Regions from separate parts of the Ovis aries genome. Here region 2 is linked to region 1. The links are chromatin contacts, called in public Hi-C maps. All regions are on one chromosome and are shown on one strand. Each heading gives the region's core, a stretch centred on a gene start, on an enhancer-like site or on the middle of the called end of the contact. The rest is flanking DNA. Distances are from core to core; before and after follow the strand shown.

Region 1 (4,297 bases), core at 124-2,623:
TATAAAAACTATACATCAGCAACAAAGTAAACTATCTTAGAGAAAGCCACCTACATTCTGGAAGTGGAAAGAAAATTTAGAATTATGAGGACACAGAGCCTTAAAATGACAAGCCTGATATATAACGTACTGGAGGAGAGGTGAAATATGGTTTCATTACCTGTAAGCTTGGCATATATTCCAAACTAAGTAGTTAACAGACAGTAAAGCTAAAGTAAGATGCGTCAGTGAAACACTTATAATACACTATACACACAGAAGATAAACTGGGGCAAGACTGCGTACAGAAACAAGGGTACAGCATCAATGGCCGGATTCAGGTGGATGGCATAATAAATTTTTTTATATATCTTAAGCCCTTTTAAAAAGAATCATAGTTTTTAGATTAGCTTTACTCTATTAATAAGAGCCAAAGTTTTTAAAAAAGTTTATACATATATGAAAATGAAGTCACTCAATCGTGTCTGGCTCTTTGCTATACACTATAGCCTACCAGGCTTCTCCATTCATGGGATTTTCCAGGCAAGAGTACCGGAGTGGGTTGCCATTTCCTGCTCCAGGGGATCTTCCTGACCCAGGGGTCGAACCTGGGTCTCCCACATTGCCGGCAGACACTCTAGCCTCTGACCCACCAGCGAAGCCCTTATACATATATACATACATGCAATATATGCACCCCACACAAAGAATTATTTAGGAGTTATTGGAAACTGAAAATTGACACTGTTTTACATGAACAGAAAGTCAGCCCATGGATATAAAACCTACAGGAAATAGACAACTGACATCAAACAAGCAGAACGAAGGGAGGGAATAGAAAATGCCCAAAGCACCATTTATAAAGTGTTTTGACAGTAAGAAAACTTCTAATACATTTTAGAACAGTTTCCTTCAGAAAATCGTTAAGAAAAAAATTGCTTGGTGCTTAACAGTTCTGCTTACTTCATCACTTCACTCCTCAACACTGCCAAGGAAATGAGGCATTACTATAAGGACCTGTCCATGTAAAAATATTCCTAACAATGCAGTTAATGTTTTAAAAAATATCCACACGCAATTTTTCTTTCAATGAAGCTCTCTAACTGAAGTTTCATTCAGGGACCAGGCAGTAACTTTCATTAAATTAAGTAATTAAATTTCATTAAATTAAATAAATCCAGTGGCTTAAAGCAATACAAATTTATTATCTTGCAGTTTTATAGGTTGAAAGTCTGGTATAGGCACCCCCCATCTAAAAGTTTTTCTGCTGTCAAAAACCAGATCCAGCTAATCAAAGGAGATAGTGTCTCTCTGGTCACATGAATATCCCCTGTAGGCTGACTCACAGACTCATTCTTTTTTCTTTTTTATAACAATCTCCCTCTTTTATAGACACATTCTTGATATAAACTGATCAGTACACTTGGTTATTAGGATGATCACTGACTGTTCTCGTGAGAGATTCTAATGTGTGCCCACAACCAGACCAAAATCTCATGTATTAAAGAGCTTCACTTATATGATAATGAACTTAAAGAAAGGTTAACAGTCACATTTTAAGAATATTACTCAATTCAGTCATGTGGGCAGGTCAACAGACTGACAGCTCAAGCTGAAGAAGGAAAAGTGAAAAAAGATCCCTGCAGAAAATGAAGTTGGTGATGGCATTTCACACAGGGAAGGGATAAGCCTGCCACACAGCAGCCACTGGGTGAGTGTTACCGACTCATAGGCTCCCAACAACCAGTAAAGCGAGATAATTCTCACTTTACAGGTGAGGAAAAGGAGACTCAGGAATGCTTATGTGATTTGTCCAAGAGCACAGAGTACGTGGACAAGCCAGGATTCAAACTGTGGTCCCTCAAGCTCCAACGCCAGTGCTCTGTCCTCCACACCATGCCACACTCTGCCAACTGAGCAACAATCAAGCTTATTATGCCCACACTGCAACCCCCATGCTTGCAAGCAACTCATAAATTCAGAGAGGAAGACTGAATCATCTGAAAATAAGCATCAAAAATGCATCACCAATTCTTGGCAATTCTTGTAACCAAGCAATCATCAAAATATTTAATAACTCATCAAAGATGTTTTTTCATCACACGTAAGAATTTAAGTCCCTAAGAGGAAATTCTGGTACACGATTCTGAGATTGTTTTTTTAGTAACAAGTGTATCTGTTTCCAAAATAAACATCTCAGACACTGAACAGTATGGGAAAGAATAGTTCCCGATGCAGTGGAAACTTTTCCCACTGCACACACACTCAGTGCTAAGCACCCAGTGGCTTTGCGCAGTGCAGAGGGATGCTTGGGAAAAAGGCATCTGCTCTTGACACTCACATACTCTAAGGATTTCCTTCTCAAGGATGAACAAAATTTTCCTCTTCATCAGCCAGCACGCGTAACACTCTAACACATGACTTAGAGGGAGATTTATATTAAAACGTGCCCAAAAAGGGCAAAGCCACAGCTGCAACAGGACCGTATTTGAAGTAACTACACCCCACCAGCTAGGAGCAACTTGTGAGCAGCAAAAGCACAGCAGAGATAATACTAGAATAATAATGCACAACTGGAAGGTTAAATACACATTATTAAGATGTGGAGAAACCAGTGTGTCCTATTCTTGATGCCCACGTGTAAACAAAATGGGGCCATGGCCAAGTACCTCAATCAAGTCATCCATCCCTCTACAGAATGAAGGCTCTGAGTCATCTGAAAGCTTTCAGGCCATATTGGAACTCTACCCCTATATGGCTTCTCACTTTCTGTCAAAAAAAATGACTACTGCAGGGGCTTCCCTGGCAGTCCAGTGGTTAAGACTCCACACTGCCAATTCAAGGGATGTGAGTTTGATCCCTGGTTGGGGAACTAAGATTCCACATGCTGTGTAGCAGGGCCAAAAAAAAAAAGACTACTGCAAAGTAGAGTCAGGCAGGATCCATTTGGGACTTAAGAATTAAGGCCATGGGAAAGACTAGACTTTTCCCCCTTTAATTCAGTAAGATGAAAATGCTTTGATTGTAATTCTGCCCCTTACATAACTTCCCACTATTAATGACAAAGTACTCAAACAGAGCTATAATTTCAAATAACTTTCCTAGAACAAAATGAAATATTATCACTTTGCCATGCTAGATGAGAAATCCAGTTTGTAAAAGTGAAAATTCTGAATCCCAGAATAGGTTTTAATATTTGTGTTCCTGGAACTTTCCTTCTCTTGCAGTAACTGATACCAGTAAAGCCTTCCTTGCACAATTTCTGAAAAAAGTAGTATATTGGATGAGCAAGTAACACATTGACTGCTTACAAGTAGATGGTGCTTTTTTCTCTAAGTGCCATCTCTCTAATCTTCTGGGGGTCCTGATGGCACTCTGAAGAGCCTAACCAACAAGGCATGAGGCAGCACGTCTTCTGTCTCTCCTCTGACCCACTGACCACAAATTCTGTACTGCCTGCCCAGTACAGACTCAAGAAGGCTTTGAGAGTCTATGGAACAGGATCAGAGAGTCTTTGAAAGTTACTTGGCTAAAAGTAAAACTGTCCACAGAGAAAAATATAAAATACATTTCTTCCTACCTCTTTGGATTCCTTTATGTAATAAGCTCCAGCCGTTCTTGTCCACCATGTCCACGTCAGCTTTGTGATTAACCAGCGTGGTGGCAATACTCTCCAGACGTCGGGAAAGGGCTAGATCTAATGCAAGGTCTCCGTTACGATCCAACTCATTCAGTTTCCCAGGGAGCTGCATAGAGAAATTCCTACATCAGCACATAGTCAGTAGAGAAGACAACTGACTCTCGGGCTTTGACTCTTCAATATCATCTCACACAATATCAGATTTTAGTCCTATAACTTACTACAGCTTATGCTCCGAATTCAACTGAACTCACAAACTTCTCTTGGGCCTCCTCAGGGCACATGCCTTTCCGGGAGCCCAGGACTAGCAGGGATCACAGAGCAGGTGCAAACACCATGAAAGATGACACAAGAGGGACACGCAGATGATGCTGCGAGAACACAAGCGCCAGGATGGAGGGTCAGACAGCCTGATGGGGCCCAGCTCACATCTTCATGAAAGACTGTGGCTTAACTACCTAATTCCTCCTGGCAGTTTAAGGTCTCCCCCAACTCTGGACACCCAGGATAAAACACACGACACAGCCACCTGTCTAGAGCAGCCCCATTTCCCCTAAGGCAGTGCAGTGAGCAGGACCGTTTCCAAATATGTCCATGTCCTAACCCTTAGAACCGAGACTATGTCACCTCACATAATGAAAGGCCCTCTGCAGATGTGATTAAGGTTAACGACCCCGT
Region 2 (3,850 bases), core at 876-3,375, 160 kb after region 1:
GGGTTGGAAGATCCCCTGGAGAAGGAAATGGCAACCCACTCCAGTATTCCTGCCTAGAGAATCCCACGGACAGAGGAGCCTGACAGGCTATAGCAGTCTGTGGGGTCACAAAGAGTCGGACACGACAGAGCAACTGAGCATATTTTAAGAATGAGGTTAAGCATCTAAGAAATGCAGAGGGCAGTTTGTAAGTGGAGTGGGGTCTAGTCCTTACCCCAGGCTGAGCCACCACCGTGTGTCCCCCTTCCTCACCTCGGTTGATGAGAACTGGCTGGGCCAGAATCCTCCCTAGAGCTTCTTCCCCGCCTCCCCTCCTGGGATGAGTAAGTTTCTCCTGGGTGACTGACTGGAAGAGGCATGTTTTATTCAGGCACCCTGGTTTGTCCTGCTCTTGGTCCCTGAGGGTTGGGCCTTGGCCTCTGATGCAAAACAGGATTAGCAGCAGAGAATCGGCAAGCTGAGACCTGTTTTTATGGGGAATGGAGCTGGGGTAGATGGGTAGATGGGGAGGAGGCTGCCGCAGTTCAGGTGAGCTCCGATGAGCCTGAGCTAAGCAGTGGGGCTTGGGGAGGATCCAAGGGACTGACTAGGTGAGGTGGAGGAGGGAGAGGCAGACAGGTGATGGGGGTGGAGTCAGGATGGAGGAGGAGTAGCCAGTTGATGCTTCCCAGTGGGATGGACAAAGGAGAGGAGAAAATGTTTGTCAGATAAAAGTCCTCCATAGGAATGGAGTGGTCATGTGTCCAGTTGAGGGTTGGTTAATTCAGCCAGTCTGGTCACAGCAGGTTAAACCAGCTCTGGGGCATGTCTTGCTCCCAGCTTTCTGCAGCGACACAGTCCTGGTTTCCTGGAAGATAATTAACACTGAGCAAGCTTTACTCCTGATTTACCACCTCAGTCTAGCTGCTTCTGTGATATCTCTGCCGTCCCTCTGGTGTAGGGAATGCAGGGTTGGGAAGTGGGTTGTTGTCCTGGTGGCCAGCCCCCAGCCAGAGCTAGAGGAGGAGCAGGTAAACTGGAAACGGGGGAGAAGAGGAGAGACACGGGGGTCCACCAAGCCCAGCCCCCATCCAGGCTGCTGGTGTGTTTGCTGCTGGTCTGAGAGCAGAAGGTGAACCAGGCCTGGAGGCCACTACTACTCTTTTTAGGACTGTGTTCTAGATCTTTCTACTTCAGCCCATATTTCTTTCAAAGGCTCTCACCCCATCTTCTCCGGAGTTCTGTCTCAGACAAAAACTCTCCGGTAGCAGCAAGAGAATCAATCTATTATCAGTACCTTAGTCTCTCTTTTAGGGTTTGCAGATAAATTTGGGTTTCAGATAAGGAATACCTTTTTTTTTAGTCTAAGTATATCCCCAATATTGTACAGGACATATTTATATACTTAAAAACAAAAGTCTCTTATTTGAAATTCTACTTTAACTGGGCATCCTATTTTTAAAATATGCTAACTCAGGCCACCCTGCCAGCCCTCTCCCAGCGGGTGGAGACAGCCAGCATGCCTGACCTGTCACTGACCCAGGGCCTTTAGCGTGCAGGCACCAGGGGCTTTACTTTCATTCCCTTGGCACATGGTCACACGACAACACTCTGAGGAGGGGGTTCAGTCCACCCTGGGTAAGAAAACTGAAGCTCGGAGACGTGAAGTGACTTGTCTAAGGTCAGCGGGAAAGGCAGGCGCAGAGGAAGAGTCCCAGCCCCCACCGGGTATCTCCAAGTTCAAGTTCTCTGCTCACCCGTCTCAAACCACTGTCTCCCCGAGCAGGAAAGCAAGAGCGGGTTTCCACTGCGCAAGTCACAGGGACGAAAAAACACCCACGCGGCCGAGGCTTCCAGGCACGGGAACCGCCAAGATTTGGTGCAAGAAAATTCAAAGCGATTTCGAAACCGAGCGCCTCTTAGTAATAAGAATACCAACCCCGGTCACATGCATAGCTCTCGGCAGTTGACAAAGGGTGTCCCCGAGAGTCGATCAGAATAATAGAGAAAGCAGATGATGGGAGAGGGACCGCCTGCAGGACCCCACGGCGGGCTCGGGGACTCTTCCGGAATTCAAGCCGGGAGTGGGGCGGAGGGAAAGGCGGGGAGAGGGGGGAGGACGGGAAGTGGGAGGAGGGGGCATCTCGGCAGACTTCCTGGAACCCGGGGGGTTAGACACCTGGACCCCTCGCCCCCTCGCCCAGGCTCTGGATGCGGATCTGGGCGGTACTCAGAGTCGGGCGATGCTCTAGGGGGCGTGAACCTGTGGGGATGATCACTTCTGGACTTTTCCTGCTGGGCTGTGTCCCGGTCTGTGGTCGGAGCCAGCGGCTGAGGTGACAGGTCATATTTCCATGGGAGGGGACTGGGAGCCTGGCCTGAAAGGTGGGTCACGGACGGTGGGTCAGGAAAGCCTTGCTGGGAGGGTTGGAAACCCCGCGCGGGGTGGGTGGGGGTGGGTGGGGGGTTAGGTGGGTGGACAGAGGTTGGGGAAAATCTGGTAAAAACGAGACTTCTGTAAATTAGACCTTATTTTCCCCTTGACTCAGGATCTTTACGGATCTTACTCAAGTTCTTACTTGGCAGTTACCAGAGAGGCTGCTAGATACTTGAGTTTTGAATAGTTTTTTTTTTTTTTTTTTTTTTAATGAGCCCTGTGCTGCTGGTGGGGGAAGGGCTTGGGTTGGGGTGGGGTTAGAAGTGAGGGGTGAGCTTTAGGCTCCCTAGGGGCTTAAGGAACGCCAGAAACCTTCATGACGCTTTCCCAAAAGCTAGAAAGGAGGAAAGGAAGGGGAGGAAAGGGAAGGGAACGGAAGGGGAAGGTGTTCCCTGAAAACTGAGTTCATCCCTTGATGGGTGTCTCAACCAAGCAGAAGGATCAGAAGGAAGGATTTATTACATGCAGCAAGCAAGGAAAACAGGGGGCATCTCCTCCAAGGCAGTGTCTCCCCAACAGCAAAACTGGGGACATTTTAACCTAAGGTCAGTTCAGTTGCTCAGTCGTGTCTGACTCTTTGCAACCCCATGGACTTCAGGCTTCCCTGTCCATCATCAACTTCCAGAGCTTACTCAAACTCCTGTTGGTGATGCCCTTAACCTAAAGGTACCGCATATTCATGAGGGGGCTTGAGCAGAGGAGCATTCAGCCTAGAATTGGGGCCAAGGGTGACAGAGTCCACGCTGAAAGTGATTGAATTCAGAAGGGTCAATGTCATCGTTCTATCTTCCAAATGGATGGGGGCCTTGGTTCCTGCAGAACTCAAAAATATATTATTATGTATATCCCCTGAGGAACCAGGACCCTGCCCCAAGGATGTATTATGGGGCATAAACAAGTGCAGCCTGCCTTGTTTCTGGCTTCCCTGGTGGCTCAGATGGTAAAGAATCCACCCGCAATGCAGGAGACCCAGGTTCAGTCCCTGGGTTGGGAAGATCCTCTGGAGAAAGAATGGCTACCCACTCCAGTATTCTTGCCTGGAGAATTCCATGGACACTGGAGGCTGGCGGGTTACAGTCTTCGGCATCACAAAGAGTTGGACACGTCTTAGCAACTAAATAGCAACAGCGTCAGGAAAGTCATTCCTGGTTCTCTTTCTCCAGGGACCCTCTAAGCTATCTGCTTACAGAGGGAGAAAGAAAAGAAACAGAGAAAGGAGAAGAAAAGAGACAGAGAGAAGGAAGGATGGAAGGAAGGAAGACAGGTGATTGTGGATATAGACAATCTTCCCCTCAATTTCTGTTTTGATTCCTAATTTTCTCCTCTAAGCAGCTGTGTTCAAAGTGTAGTCATGTTAAGCTGTTGAGAGGGTAGGAGAAGGTACGCTGATTCGACGCCCCCGCCCCAAGTTAAAAGGAACTTCCCAGGTGGCTC

Evidence for each region. A called contact is a pair of places that touch in the nucleus more often than the background predicts.
Region 2: a contact with region 1 is called in a Hi-C map of mixed tissues, with 4 times the contacts expected there. The contact joins the promoter of SPNS3 here to the enhancer-like site in region 1. A contact is called at or near these places in 14 of 16 Hi-C or Micro-C datasets (blood, hypothalamus, liver and 7 more).

The regions. Positions count from the first base shown.
Region 1 is chr11:24,627,693-24,631,989 of ARS-UI_Ramb_v3.0, forward strand. It overlaps ANKFY1 (ankyrin repeat and FYVE domain containing 1), which reads right to left. Exons shown (of 25, transcript XM_012185522.5): 7 at 3,560-3,725. Among named protein-coding and RNA genes, the nearest start is that of ANKFY1, 40 kb to the right of the region's middle. Within about 2 kb of position 1,374, at least 11 of the 54 cell types and tissues checked have an H3K27ac peak or open chromatin away from gene starts, as enhancers often do. A contact at or near this core is called in hypothalamus, where this site is marked.
Region 2 is chr11:24,787,475-24,791,324 of ARS-UI_Ramb_v3.0, forward strand. It overlaps SPNS3 (SPNS lysolipid transporter 3, sphingosine-1-phosphate (putative)), which reads left to right and starts at 2,126. Exons shown (of 11, transcript XM_060395327.1): 1 at 2,126-2,364. The coding sequence starts at 2,334.